2 separate regions of the Mus musculus genome follow, and region 2 is linked to region 1. The links are chromatin contacts, called in public promoter capture Hi-C maps. All regions are on one chromosome and are shown on one strand. Each heading gives the region's core, a stretch centred on a gene start, on an enhancer-like site or on the middle of the called end of the contact. The rest is flanking DNA. Distances are from core to core; before and after follow the strand shown.

Region 1 (6,382 bases), core at 1,493-3,992:
TCTTACATTGGCTTACAAACATTACCAAGGAGAAAGGAAGCACTGGGAATCTATCACATTTAAGACCAACTTACAAACCTCCCGTTAGTAATAGCCTGGCAGTGACCACCAGGCTAACACATACGTCAGCATGGGAAGCACTGGATCTCCTTAATGTACACTGTACGAGACCTAGCTGCACCCTGCCCTTCGTCCATCATGGCCTCTGCCCCAGCACCCCGACCCCCATCTTTGGCTTCGTTTGTCTGCACTGTTGCAGCCCGTTATATAACTGCCAACTTATTAAAGCCCCGGAGTGCAGAAAGGCTGTGTGTTTCTTAAATTATGCAAGGCCTGACCTTCTCCTTGGCAAATACCTAGCATGTTTGTCTTCGGCGGTCCACAGTGCTGTGAAGAGCTGTTACCACACCGAAAGTCATTCCTCTGATGTGTGCTCATGCAATGAGGCAGGGACTGATAACCTCCCGTCCAGTACCCGGCAGCAGAGTGTTCTCTGGAGTCTCCTCGTTCCTCACGGTTTTCACGAAACAATCATAACAGCAAGCCCTCACGGAATACTCGAAACGTACCGAATGCCTTGTGTGTGTGGATCTGATAGTCCATCCCGGGAAGGAAGGGAATATTTTTATTTTTATAATAACTGTGATGGTCTTTAATGAGTTTTATTCTCATTTTATAGATGAGGAAAAAGAGGCAGCGGGAGGTCAAATGGGAACGTTGGGATATAAACTCAGTTAGTTTACCAGTGCTGAGGCACTGCACAGTCACCACACAGAGCCTATCTCCTCCAAGACTTTCTGGGCCAGGTCTGCTTGACTTGGGTGTCCTTGGCTGTAGACCACTGGCATGCTCTCTCTCTCTCTCTCTCTCTCTCTCTCTCTCTCTCTCACACACACACACACACACACACACACACACACACACACACACACACGGAACCAACAAGAACTCTACTCAATATTTGCTAGATTAAGCCTGAAAGTACTTTGACAGACACTTTTTTTTGGCTCTGAGGGACATCAGAGAGTGGATAAGATAAAACCTGGGAGCCAGGATGGTGTGAGCCTGAGAAGGTTCACAAGTGCTGCCCAGAGCTATGGTTGTCACATGTGGGACAGGAATCTAGATACGGGTTTGCCAGGGCTGCTTCTGTGGTGCCATTGCCTCTGAACGTCAGTCTGCAAGGCTGATACTAAGGCTCCAGAGAAGGGATAAAACCAAAGGCAGTGGCTGGCTCTACGAGGGTCACCTAGTCAATCAGTCTCAACTTCTTCGGGACCGAGAAGTCAGCTCAGAGGGTAAAACACTTCCATACAAGCTCAAGGACGTGAGTTCAGATCCCCAGAGCACACATAGAAGCCTGACGGGGCAGAACAAACATCTGTAATCTCAGAGCTCCTACAGATGGGAGGCAAAGACAACAGGCCAGCTATGTCCCCTCTAGGTACAGACTGTCTAGATTGGCAGAAATTACTTCCAGTGATTCTGATGTATACCATTGCTTTGGGCCTCCAGGACTTCCTGAGGCATGGGGGGTTGGGAGGTAGGAAGACGAATTACAAAGGTAACTTCCATTAGCAAGTAGCATTCAGGTCTGAAAATGGGGCTTAAATCTTGGCTTGCTGGTTGACCATGGGGACATTCCTTGGCCTCCCAACCTTCCTCCTCAGTAGGATCAGGGGATTAGGTTCCTCTCGTCTCTAAACCCTGTGCTTCCTACCCAGATGGTTAAAGGATGCAAATCCCCAGAAGGAGAGATCAGCTGAGAACTTGGGAGGGCAAAGGTCAGAATGGGCTGGACCAGGCTGTGGGGTCTTGGTAACAGGACACTCTGGGTAGGGGCGGTTACCCTGTTAGACAGACATCCTACTCACAGTACAGAGACTCCAGAGTGAGGCTGTGGGGAAGTGAGGGGTAGGAGGTGAAAAGGCACCTTGGCAGAACCAGACAGCTCTGAAACAAGGCAGGAGGGAAGGCAAGGGGGCTTCTGGCTGACATCGGACACGGCATGACAGAACCGGGGCAGAGACGTGACCAAGGAAAATGGCGCCTTGGGAAGATGCCTGTGGCTGCCCAAAAAGGACAGACATGTTGGAAGTGGGGCTGTGGCGAGCACCCAGACTCAGCTAGGGAGAGAGACTGTGAGGTGGACAGAGGTCAGGTTGATTCTGAGACCCACTGTGGTGGTGGGAGCTACAGTAGAAGAACTTAGTGGGAAAAGGTCGCACACTCTGGGAATTATGGGTAATTCTTTTGGTTCAGTATTTCCTTTGGAAAACCCGCATTCGTATTACCCTTTGCCATTCAGTCCCCTTCCCTGGCTCCCCACTGCTTCTTTTCAAACCTCCTTTCTCATTTTGGGTTGTGTGCCCACCCGTGTACACCCCACTTTTCCCCCTTTTCTAAGAGGATGCTGTTCAGGCAGCATCCGGTTTCCCCTTTGAGACCACGCCTCCCTCAGCTGCTAATCCCGCCCTTCCAGGGAGGGTCAGGAGTGATGCTGCTGCCCCAGAGCCTCCCTTGGGGAAGTTGGCTCACAGAGCCTCTTCTGAGCGCTCGTTTTCTTCCACCCTTGGAGCTAATATCTCAGTTCTTGCTTTGCAATTTTCTTCTCCAAAAGGCCAAAGCACATCTGGAAACGGTCCATCCTTGACTAAGACCACCGAGCCTCCCACATCGCGACAGAGACCTGACCTTTGACTCTGCACCTGCCCTAAGCTCCCTAGCTGCCTCCATGTCCTCAGGAGCTCCCTCGATACGTCAGACTCTAAAGCCTCACTTTCACTAGGCACCTTTGGCTTCTTGGATACACATTCCAAATTCCTCTGAAGTATTTCTTCAGTTCACTGTTTCCCCTGGCATCCTGAGTCGAAGGCCTATCATTTCAGTGTCTCTCCTGAGTATTTTGAATTCTTTCCCCTGGGAGGGTCTCCTACACATGCCTCTCCACTGCACAGATCCAAGCACACCCTTCCTCTAGAGGACGGCTGCCCAGAATACTGTTTGGCTTCCTTGCCAGTACAGTGTTTATAGCTCCAGACCTGGTGCCACCAGCCCAGCTGGCCACAACCTGGAGACCTCACCATGTCTCTATTTCTCCTCTGTTCCCATCCTCAGCAAATGGTTATCTCCCGTTTCACCAAGAAAACCAGAAGCCATGGACTATAGCCACTCTCAGTTCTCTTTCCCTGGAGTTCTGGAGCTCCCGTTACCTTCAGTCATCTCTTCTTCCCTCGTGAACTGGGTGTCCTGTCCCTTTAAGGCTGACTTCTATGCTGCAGGCCCCAAGTCTTCTCCACCCTGTTGACTACCACCCTTTTCCCCAAGCTTCAAATCCTCCTTCCCCACTGTTCCCTAGGACACAACAAAATGCACGCACACGCTCCTTGCTTTACCTCCCTCTCATCTTGTTCCTGCCAAGCTCCTTAGAAAGTTTGGCTATTTTTGTAGGAATGATGCGTGCTCATGCAAACATTTTAAATAATACAGAAGATCGGGAAGAAAATAACTGTCCTCTAGCATCTCAGTACCCAGACGTGATGTGCCTCAGACAGGTCTCTGTGTACACTGTGACACTCGCCTGTCAACCTGACGTGAGCTGGAGTTATCAGGGAAGAAGGAACCTCAGTGGAGAATATGCCCCCATCGGACTGGCCTGCAGGCAAGTCTGATGGGGGCTTTCCCTTGATTAGTGATTGATGTGGGAGGGGCCAGCCTACTGTGGACAGTGATACTTCAGGGCAGGAGGTCCTGGGTATATAAGAAAGTAAGCTGAGTGGGCCATGGAGCTCAAGGCGGGAAGCAGCATTCCTTCGTGGTCTTGGCTTCCCTTAATGATGGAGGGTGACCAGGGCAAGTAAGATGGAAAACCCTTTTCTCCCTAATTTGATTTCGGCCATGGTGTTTTATCACAGCAATAGAAGCAAGTCTGTGCCCACACAGTCACATGATAGAAGGATGTATTAAGGGTTAGCTCAGCAGAGACTGCAGGATACCTGGTCTTGTATGATTGGCATTTTGTAGGCCCAGTGCCTCACCAGCACGCATCCAAGTGGATGCCTTACATTCTGTGACTGCGAGGAATCCTGGGAGTAAATACCACAACTGTTTCCCTGTCCCTGCTGTGGGGCTTATTACGTACACTGTGCCCATTACCTGTGCCTCAAGGGGGTTATGTCTGGCAAATGCACTTTTTAAAAAGTACTTTTAGGACATTTTTATTTAGTGTGTGTGCGTGTGTGTGTGTGTGTGTGTGAGACCTTGGACGGAAGGTGGGTAAAAGCCTACTGCAAGTAACAGTGCTGGTGACCTTCCACCTCATTCAGAAGAGATCAGCGTGGGGTCTTCCTCGTGTCGAAAGTGCGTGTCGGGGTCTGATATCAAGGTCATGCTGAGCCTCAGAAAACATGTCTGGGAACCTTATTCTTTGGAAAAATTCTGTGAAGCTTGAGGTGTCTCTGTTTTAAAGCTGCATTTTTGTGTGTGTACATATGCACGTATTCATGTGTACGTGTGCACATGTGTGTCCAGGTTTGCATGTGGAAGCCAGATGTCTTCCTCGGATGCTTTTCCTTGGCTTTTGAGGTAGGCTCTCACTGAAGCTAGAACTCCCTGACTCCCTGAGTTCTTGGTTCCTAGACCACTTGGAGAAATTTCCCGCCCTAAAGAAAATAGGGCCGGGCAGTGGTGGCACACGCCTTTAATCCCAGCACTCGGGAGGCGGAGGCAGGAGGATTTCTGAGTTCGAGGCCAGCCTGGTCTACAAAGTGAGTTCCAGGACAGTCAGGGCTACACAGAGAAACCCTGTCTCAAAAAAGGACTAGACCACCAGGGAACAAGAGCTCTAGTCCAATCAGAAACCCGTCATAACTGGTATCTGTACTATAGATACTATGGGTCTTCAGACAGGTTTTTTTTGGCTGGATTTCTTTTAAAACAGTGGTTCTCCATTCCTTATGGTGTTGTATATCAGCTATCCTGCATATCAGATATTTACATTATGATTCATAACAGTAGCAAAATTATAGTTATGAAATAGCACCCCAGTAACTTTATGGTTGGGGGTCACCACAACACAAGGAACTGTATTAAAGGGTCGCAGCACCAGGAAGGCTGAGAACCACTGTTTTAAGAGAGCTGTCTCCTCCTGACTTTTTATTTCATACATTTCTTTGTTCTCTGATACGATTTTTGCTTTCCTTAGTATAAAGAACTTGACCGAAGGTTTCAAGTCCTTTATTCCTAAAATAAACCTCCAGGATAACATCACGGTGGAATCAGCATCTTAGGAAAGCCAACCTTGATGACACACTCGGGGCCGTCTGACTGCACATCTGTAGACGGGACATTCAAGGCTGGTGCTTGACACAAAGTCAAGGGAACAGACCAAGCCCTTACAACACTGGAAGGTCACCTGACCAAAAAAAAAAAAAAAAAAAAAAAAAAAAAAAAAAAAAAAGAAAAAAAGAAAAAAAGAAAAAGAAAAAAAGAAACCAAAAACCAAACCCAAGACCAGGACTGAGGGCTGATGAGTCCAGTATGGAGCCCAGGACAGCCGAGTTAGCGCTGAACTGAGCCTCCTTACAGAAACATCATCCCAAATGGCCGGCAAGCCTCTTGGACACTCTCCCTATAGGAGAAGAATGAACTAAATGCAGTGACTGCACCTTCCCCACTCTTTGGAATTCATTTCCACGATCAGAGGTAATGTCCTTAAAAATTGATGCTAATCAACTAGAGTCTAGGATTAATCTTTTTTCCTTATGAAAAATTTAAACCTATGAGAAATACAGGGAATAAATTTAGCAAATATATATTGGAGCTACCCAACTACCCTTCTCTCGAGAAGTTTAATGTTTTGTCATATTTGTCTCTTTTAAAAAACTCTCGTAGAGCTTGCTGACAGGAGCCTGATATAGCTGTCTCCTGAGAGGCTCTACCAGTGCCTGACAAATACAGATGGATACAAATACAAATGGATGCTCACAGCCATCATTGGACAGAGCACAGGGTCCCCAATGAAGGAGCTAGAGAAAGTACCCGAGGAGCTAAAGGGGTTTGCAGCCCCCTAGGAGGAACAACAATATGAACTAACCAGTAACCCCAGAGATCCCTGGGACTAAACCACCAACCAAAGAAAACACATGGTGGGACTCATGTCTCTAGCTGCATATGCAGCAGAGGATGGCCTAGTTGGTCATCAATGGGAGGAGAGGCCCTTGGTCCTGTGAAGGCTCTATGCCCCAGTAGAGCCTACTACTGGGAAGCGGGAGTGGGTGGGTTGTTGAGCAGGGGGAGGGGGAGGGATTAGGGGATTTTGGGAGGGTAAACTAGGAAAGGAGATAACATTTAAATGTAAATAAAGAAAATATCTAATTTTAAA
Region 2 (6,382 bases), core at 2,147-4,646, 87 kb before region 1:
CCGGGCGGGTCCCCTGAGCCAGGGTTCCAGAGTGCACAGGCACAGATGGGCCAAGGCCAGGGCTACCTGCTACAGAGTCTGTGCAGCATGCTGTAGACATCGTCTTCCCTGCTCAGGCCCTCGAAGAACGGGATGAGGTCCAACAGCTCCGTGTCTGTCATGTCGTCAAACCAGGACTGCACGGGCACCTGCAAGACACAGCATGAGGACGCAGCGGTATGGTCACCTGCCAGTTAATGCCAGAGCAGACTGACACAGGCAGGAGACCCTCCATGAGGCAGAGGGTCTCCAGAGGGTCGCCAGTGTGTGTGTTTGCCCCCTTTAGCTTTCTTGCTGCAGAAGAGATAGCCATTCCCTCCCTGCTTGTTTCCAAAGCTCTTTTTACTGCACTGAATTGGCCCACTGCCCATCAGAGCCCCAGATGCCTCTCTGAGGTTGCCTGCCAACCACCAACCACCAACCACAGCGCCCTCCAGGTACACCAGGCCTCTACTTAAGGCTATTGCTCTGAGCTCTGTGTAGAGAGAAGGAGAGACTTCCTGCCCAAGCTTAGCAGTAACAAGGTAAACATGGAGATGCCAAGGTTTCCCATTAGCTTTAGGTAGAGGAGGGAGAGGCAGTAGTGGAGAGGAGCTAAGAGCTCAGAGAAGAGATTCAAAAAGAAATGAGAGGCCGGGCGGTAGTGGCACACACCTTTAATCCCAACACTTGGGAGGCAGAGGCAGGAGGATTTTTGAGTTCAAGGCCAGCCTGGTCTACAAAGTGAGTTCTAGGACAGCCAGGGCTATACAGAGAAACCCTGTCTCGAAAAACCAAAAGAAGAAAAGAAAAAAAATGAGAGGAAATACAAAGAAATGTATTTACCTTTCTACTTCCAGTCTCGGGATTGAACCCTGGGCCTTACTAGGTAACTTCTCTAACAACTGAACATCAATGGTCTTGCCTATGACATATTGTTGTTAGAAAAGAAAAAAGAAGGGGCCAGAGAGATGGCTCCGACATTAAGACATGTTGCTCTCCCAAAGGACCTGAGTTCAGTTCCCAGTACCTACATGAAGTGACCTTTGATTTTCTCTAACACCAGCTCCAGGGATCTATTGCACTTTTCTGGCCTCTCTGGGTACTGCATGTGTGCATGAGCAAGCACACGCGCACACACGTAAGTAAAAATGAAATAAAGTTTTTAAGAATTAAAAAGAGGAGCCAGAGAAATGGTTTGGTGGCTAAGAGCACATGTACTGCTCTTGCAGAGGGCCTGAGTTCAGTTCCCAGCACCCACGTCAGGCAGCTCACAGCCACCTGTGACGCCATCTCCAGGGGCTCTGACACCTTCTCTGGCCTCCACAGGTACTGCACCCATGTGCATATTCTCTCTCATAAACACAAATAGGTAATTAAAAATAAAACCATAAGGGCTGCAGAAATGGCTTAGCGGTTAAGAGCACTGACTGCTCTTCCAGAGGTTCTGAGTTCAACTCCCAGCAACATGGTGGCTCACAACCATATGTAATGGGATCTGATGCCCTCTCCTGGTATGTCTGAAGACAGCTACAGTATACTCATTAAATAGATATACAATATACATTAAATAAATAAGTAAAAAATAAAGCCATAAAAAGGAAAAAATTTAAACAGAAGCCTGAATTTAATCAAATAGTAGATAGGAAGTCTAGCTGCTCGCCTGCAGGAGGTAAAGGGGCTAGAAAAACACTTATTACTAAGTCCTAACAACTAGACAAAAACAGAATGTAGAAAATTCCCCTAAGACAATTAGTAAACTTTCAACAAATAAACGATTGAGAAGAAGAAAGGATCATATCAAAGAAAAACAGATATGTTAATTGAAGCAATGCATGAACCTTCTTTAGATCCTGACTTACAGGGACAAGATGCACAGTGTGTCTGTCCAGCAGATAAGACCTGAAATGGCTATGTGGTGTGTGGGAAGGCTGCAGAGTCTGTAGGGCGCTTATTCCTTATCTATCAGAGACAACAGCCAGGTGCAGAACGTGGCATTTGATTGACTTGATGACATGAACCTATTTACTAATTTAAAGGGTCTCACTATGTAGCCCAGGCTGGCCTTGAACTCAGAGAACTCATTTGCCTCCAGTGCTGGGATTAGAGGTGTGTACCTCCACACCTGGCAATGTAGACATAGTTAGCTGTAAGGCAGTCTGACTTTATTTTTACCATTCAACCGAATATAGTTTTTCTCCCCTTACTATAAGGGGAGCTACAGAATTCTGGGCTTTAGAAGATGGTGTTTTCACAGCTGGGCGTGGTGGCGTACACCTTTAATCCCAGCACTTGGAAGGCAGAGGTGAGCAGATTTCTGAGTTCGAGGCCAACCTGGTCTACAAAGTGAGTTCCAGACAGCCAGGGCTACACAGAGAAACCCTGTCTCGAAAAGCCAAAAAGAAGAGGAGGAGGAGGAGGAAGAGGAGGAGGAGGAGGAGGAGGAGGAGGAAGAGGAGGAGGAGGAAGATAGTGTTTTCATTGCAGGCTTGGGTGAGCCCAAGAAGCATGTGTGTTTCAGGGCATGATCTGGCTTGGTGTGGTGATCCTGGCTGATCTCTTCTTCCTGGAAGAGCCCAGTATGAAGCAGAGGGCACCAACCCCTGATCTAAGAGCCATGCCATCCTGGTGAGCAGGCACCAAGGGTGGCTATGCTCCAGGGAGCTGTATGTTGGGAGCCTTCTTGACTGGGCTTCTATGGCATCTTTCTGAGGTGGCAGAGCTGATGGTCCGATGGCAAGCCATTTCTGAATCACTTTATTCATTCTTGTGGAAGATACACTTCTGTTGAGGGGTTACCCTTGAGTCTGAGAGGTCATACGGATCTGGGCAGCTCTGTGACATTGAGGACTGACTGGCAGTGCCCACTCTGGAGAGTCATTGTGCTGAGCACTTGCCAGGCCTGAGCACGGGTCTAAGCACTGAGTCCTCCAACACTCTCAGGAGAGAGCAGTGTCCCTGTCATCTTACTTGTGGATGAAGAGGGAGGTTAAACAGTCATGTTGTCACTAAGTGGCTGAATCAAGATCTGGAAAAAAAAAAAAAAAAAGAAGCCAAGCCCAGAGTGCGCCTGAGCCCATGTTTCAGAACTGGCATTTAGGCTGCAGCTCAGACAGAGCCTCTAGCTCCTCCCCTGGGATGACTTACTGCATTCTCAGGATGGAAGATGTAGGAGGCAGGAGAATTGTCCACGATGATCACTTTGCTCAGCTCCCGTCCCAGGCGACTCAAGTCCTTCACATAGTTCCCACGGTGGAACACGCAGGATTCTCTGAAGAGTCGGGCCCGGAACACACCCCAGCGGTCCAGGAGGTCGGCAACAGGGTCTGCATACTAGAAAGACAGAGTCTCGGTGAAGGCGAGGCACCTGGAGGGGCCCGAGACTGGGACCTCCTGTGCCACAGTCTCCTGTGTGTTGAGATTGCGGGCTGTGGTGACTCACCACATCAGGCTCTGACGTTTTGTTTTGGTGCATTTTATTAGATTTGGAAAGAAAAAAAAAAAACCCCAGGTCTGGCAAGCTGTAAATTTTGGCAGCTGCCCAGAAGAGGCTAGAGAAAAGAAGTTAAGGAAGCTGAATGGGGGTGGGGGTGGGGTGGGGGGGGGAGGGGGAGGGAAGCATGCTCTTCTGAGCATTCAGAAAAGCAGACAGAGTTACAAGCTGCAAGAAATGGCCTAGCATTCCTCCTTGTTTTGGTGCATGTCTGTGTATGTGTGTGCACGGACATGTGTGTGTGTGTGTGTGTGTGTGTGTGTGTGCGTGCGTGCGTGTGCTTGTGTGCATGCGTGGGGAGGTCAGAGGTCAGCATCGGATGTCTTTCTCTATTGTTCTCAGCCTTATTTTTTGAGGCAGGGTCTCTCCTTACACCCACAGCTCATGATTCAGGTAAATTGGCTGTCCAGCAAGCCCCAGGGTCCCCGCTACCTCTGCTGCCCCAGTGCTGGACGGCAGGGGCACACGGGCTTTCTGCTTCCCTGCTGATGCTTAGCAATATTTATACCAACTAAACCTTCTTCTCAGACATACTCGCCTTTCACTTAAAAATTCCCATTGTCGCGTACGTGCACGCTCACAGGTGCACCATGATGTGCACCCGTGGGTCAGAGGGCAACTTCAGGGAATTGCTTTTCCCTCCCACCTTTAGGCAGGTTCCAGGGACTGACCTCAGACGGCCAGGCTTGTGTGGCAGGTGCCTTGAGCCGCCTCATCATCTCGTCAGCCTCTTGGACCACTTTTTAAAAAGGCCCTGAAATAACTGGAAGCGTTTTATGATTGTGGTATTCCCTCTCTACCTGTGTCAGAAAGCACTGCATTCTTACAGTTCTCTCCCACAGGATCCATCAGAAAGTTCTTATCAGTTTCCTCTCCAAAAATATCTCGACTCCCACCTTTATTTCTAATGCATCTTCCAGGACCAGGCCTCCTGACTTGGGAGGCTCCTGTTTCCTGCTGGGCCTCCTGTCCTTGCCCATTTACCTCACAGCTGTCAGCGTATCCACTGGAGGACATAGAACATCCTACCCCAGGCCTACTTAGAACTCCCACGGTTTGCCCACTGCCTTAGGAGTAAACACACGGAGGCACACAGCACATCTCATCCCATCCCCACTTCCTCCTGCAGGCTTCACTTGAGGTTTGAACTCAGCAGTGAGGTCAGAGCGAGGCACACAGCCAGGAAGCCCCAGGGCTGGCAACCCCTTCAGGGAGGGAGCGGACACGGAGGCTGAGTCACGAAGGCCACAGTAGAATGCACTGTGGCTGGGTCCTGGGAAAGTCCTTCTGGCTCTAAGGAATCCCAAGGGGAGCAGCTTCATCTCTTGCTGACCAGACAGCTTAGAGCACTCTCTGAGGGATGGGCGAAGGGGCATGTGAGCCGTCTACAGAAGGTTGACGCGGATGGAAAAAGAGGGTTCCTTTTCTCCTCTGCGACCGTCAGTGTGGCAATCAGCCTTTGGTTTTTATACTTTTTATACGATTAAAAAAAAACCTATGTGCATGTGTACTTTGCTTGCATGTATGTATGTGTGGGCGTCATGTATGCATACAGTGTGTACAGAGGCCAGGCAAGGGCATTGGATCCAATGCCTGGAACTGGAGTTACAGACAGTTGTGAGCTGCCATGTGTGTGCTGGGGATTGAACCTGGATCCTCTGCAAAGGTGGCCAGTGCTGGGCCATCTCTCCAGTCCTGGCGATCATCTTTTAGGTTAGTGTCTAGGGGCTCCTGGCTTGCAAGACCGGGATGAAGACTACAGGCACCGGACACGGGGGTTCATCCTTTCTCCTTGGTGCCCTACTAAGCAAGAGGGGCGAATGAACCAAAGGATGCATGACAAACCAGCAGACCATAGCAGTCTGAGAGTCGGAGCGCTGTCCCTGCAGGCCCCAGCAGGAGGCGGGGAGGCAGTATACAAAAGCTGCTGGCTGAGTGCTGAGCTAAACTCATTAGCCAGAGCTGGAACCCCGACCACCAGTCCAACCTGACCATTGGGGCTGGAAGGCTGAGGCCGAGCTGGGAACTGGGTTTGGCTCTGCAGGCAAGAATAACTCTGAAGCAGGGCTAGAGAAACAGATGGTGGGGCAGGTGGGAACAGCCCAGGAAGAGCGGCCCAGACAAGGATGTTTAAGTGAACACTGGGGACCCTGCCTAGGAAGAGTTTTCAATCTTGCTAAGGAAAAAAAAAAAAAAAAAAAAAAACCACAAAAACCAAGCCTCAGTCCGGCGCTCGGGTGCAATCTTCCCGCTCGCTCGCTATTTGGCTGCTTATTACTTCAGGTTCCTCAGCATCCCGGAGCGGCGTCACGAGCACCACTGAAGCTGCTCACGCAATTAGTCTTGACACCACTGGGGACGACTATGTTTTCCTTGAGGCCGTGTTCTGCTTTGTGTACATGAGATCAAAACCCAGGCTCGGGATCACTCGTTAGCAGCTCCCATTGAGGCTGGCTGACGACGCTGGTGGAGCAGAATGTGTGGCTCTTGCCTTGGTCAGCATAGAGTATAGACCCAGCCAGGAATGCCCCAGCCAGCAGAGTGGGGCTGAAGACCTGGGGTCGAAGATCCAACAGGCAGATGAGGATGGGTGCTATCCCAGGCAGGCCGTGGGGGAGGGAGCTGCTAGTGGCTCCCGGAATTCTGCACACCACAGATCTCATCTCTGGGGCCACTCAGAGTTTTCCAGGTACCCATGAAGACCCAGGTGCCTCTGCTAAGTGGATTGACTGACTCTGCGAGAGTCACGGTCGGCACAGAAAGGATTTGGGAGAGCGAGCTAGGGTCTACTCCGCCTGCTTTCAACTCACCTGTGAAGCCTGTCTGGATGCTATTGGTGCTTATGATGGTAAATACTGAACATCAGGAGTG

What was found. Capture Hi-C pulls out chosen DNA fragments and counts their contacts.
Region 2: a contact with region 1 is called in a promoter capture Hi-C map of adipose tissue. The contact joins two enhancer-like sites. A contact is called at or near these places in 19 of 39 promoter capture datasets (the 3T3-L1 cell line, 3T3-L1-derived adipocytes, the C10 cell line and 11 more), 15 of 484 Hi-C or Micro-C datasets (the AML12 cell line, the C10 cell line, the C2C12 cell line and 9 more), 2 of 115 datasets of contacts at active chromatin or transcription factors (double positive thymocytes and trophoblast stem cells) and 4 of 9 other capture datasets (adipose tissue, embryonic stem cells, liver and 1 more).

Annotation. Positions count from the first base shown.
Region 1 is chr9:118,946,366-118,952,747 of GRCm38.p6, reverse strand. The region is part of intron 1 of Ctdspl (CTD (carboxy-terminal domain, RNA polymerase II, polypeptide A) small phosphatase-like); the gene reads right to left. Among named protein-coding and RNA genes, the nearest start is that of Ctdspl, 23 kb to the right of the region's middle. Within about 2 kb of position 2,742, at least 21 of the 459 cell types and tissues checked have an H3K27ac peak or open chromatin away from gene starts, as enhancers often do. A contact at or near this core is called in adipose tissue and granulosa cells, where this site is marked.
Region 2 is chr9:119,034,330-119,040,711 of GRCm38.p6, reverse strand. Ctdspl (CTD (carboxy-terminal domain, RNA polymerase II, polypeptide A) small phosphatase-like) reads right to left here. Exons shown (of 8, transcript NM_133710.3): 7 at 3,166-3,351; 8 at 1-188. The coding sequence ends at 63. Among named protein-coding and RNA genes, the nearest start is that of Mir26a-1, 5.7 kb to the right of the region's middle. Within about 2 kb of position 3,396, at least 62 of the 459 cell types and tissues checked have an H3K27ac peak or open chromatin away from gene starts, as enhancers often do. A contact at or near this core is called in adipose tissue and granulosa cells, where this site is marked.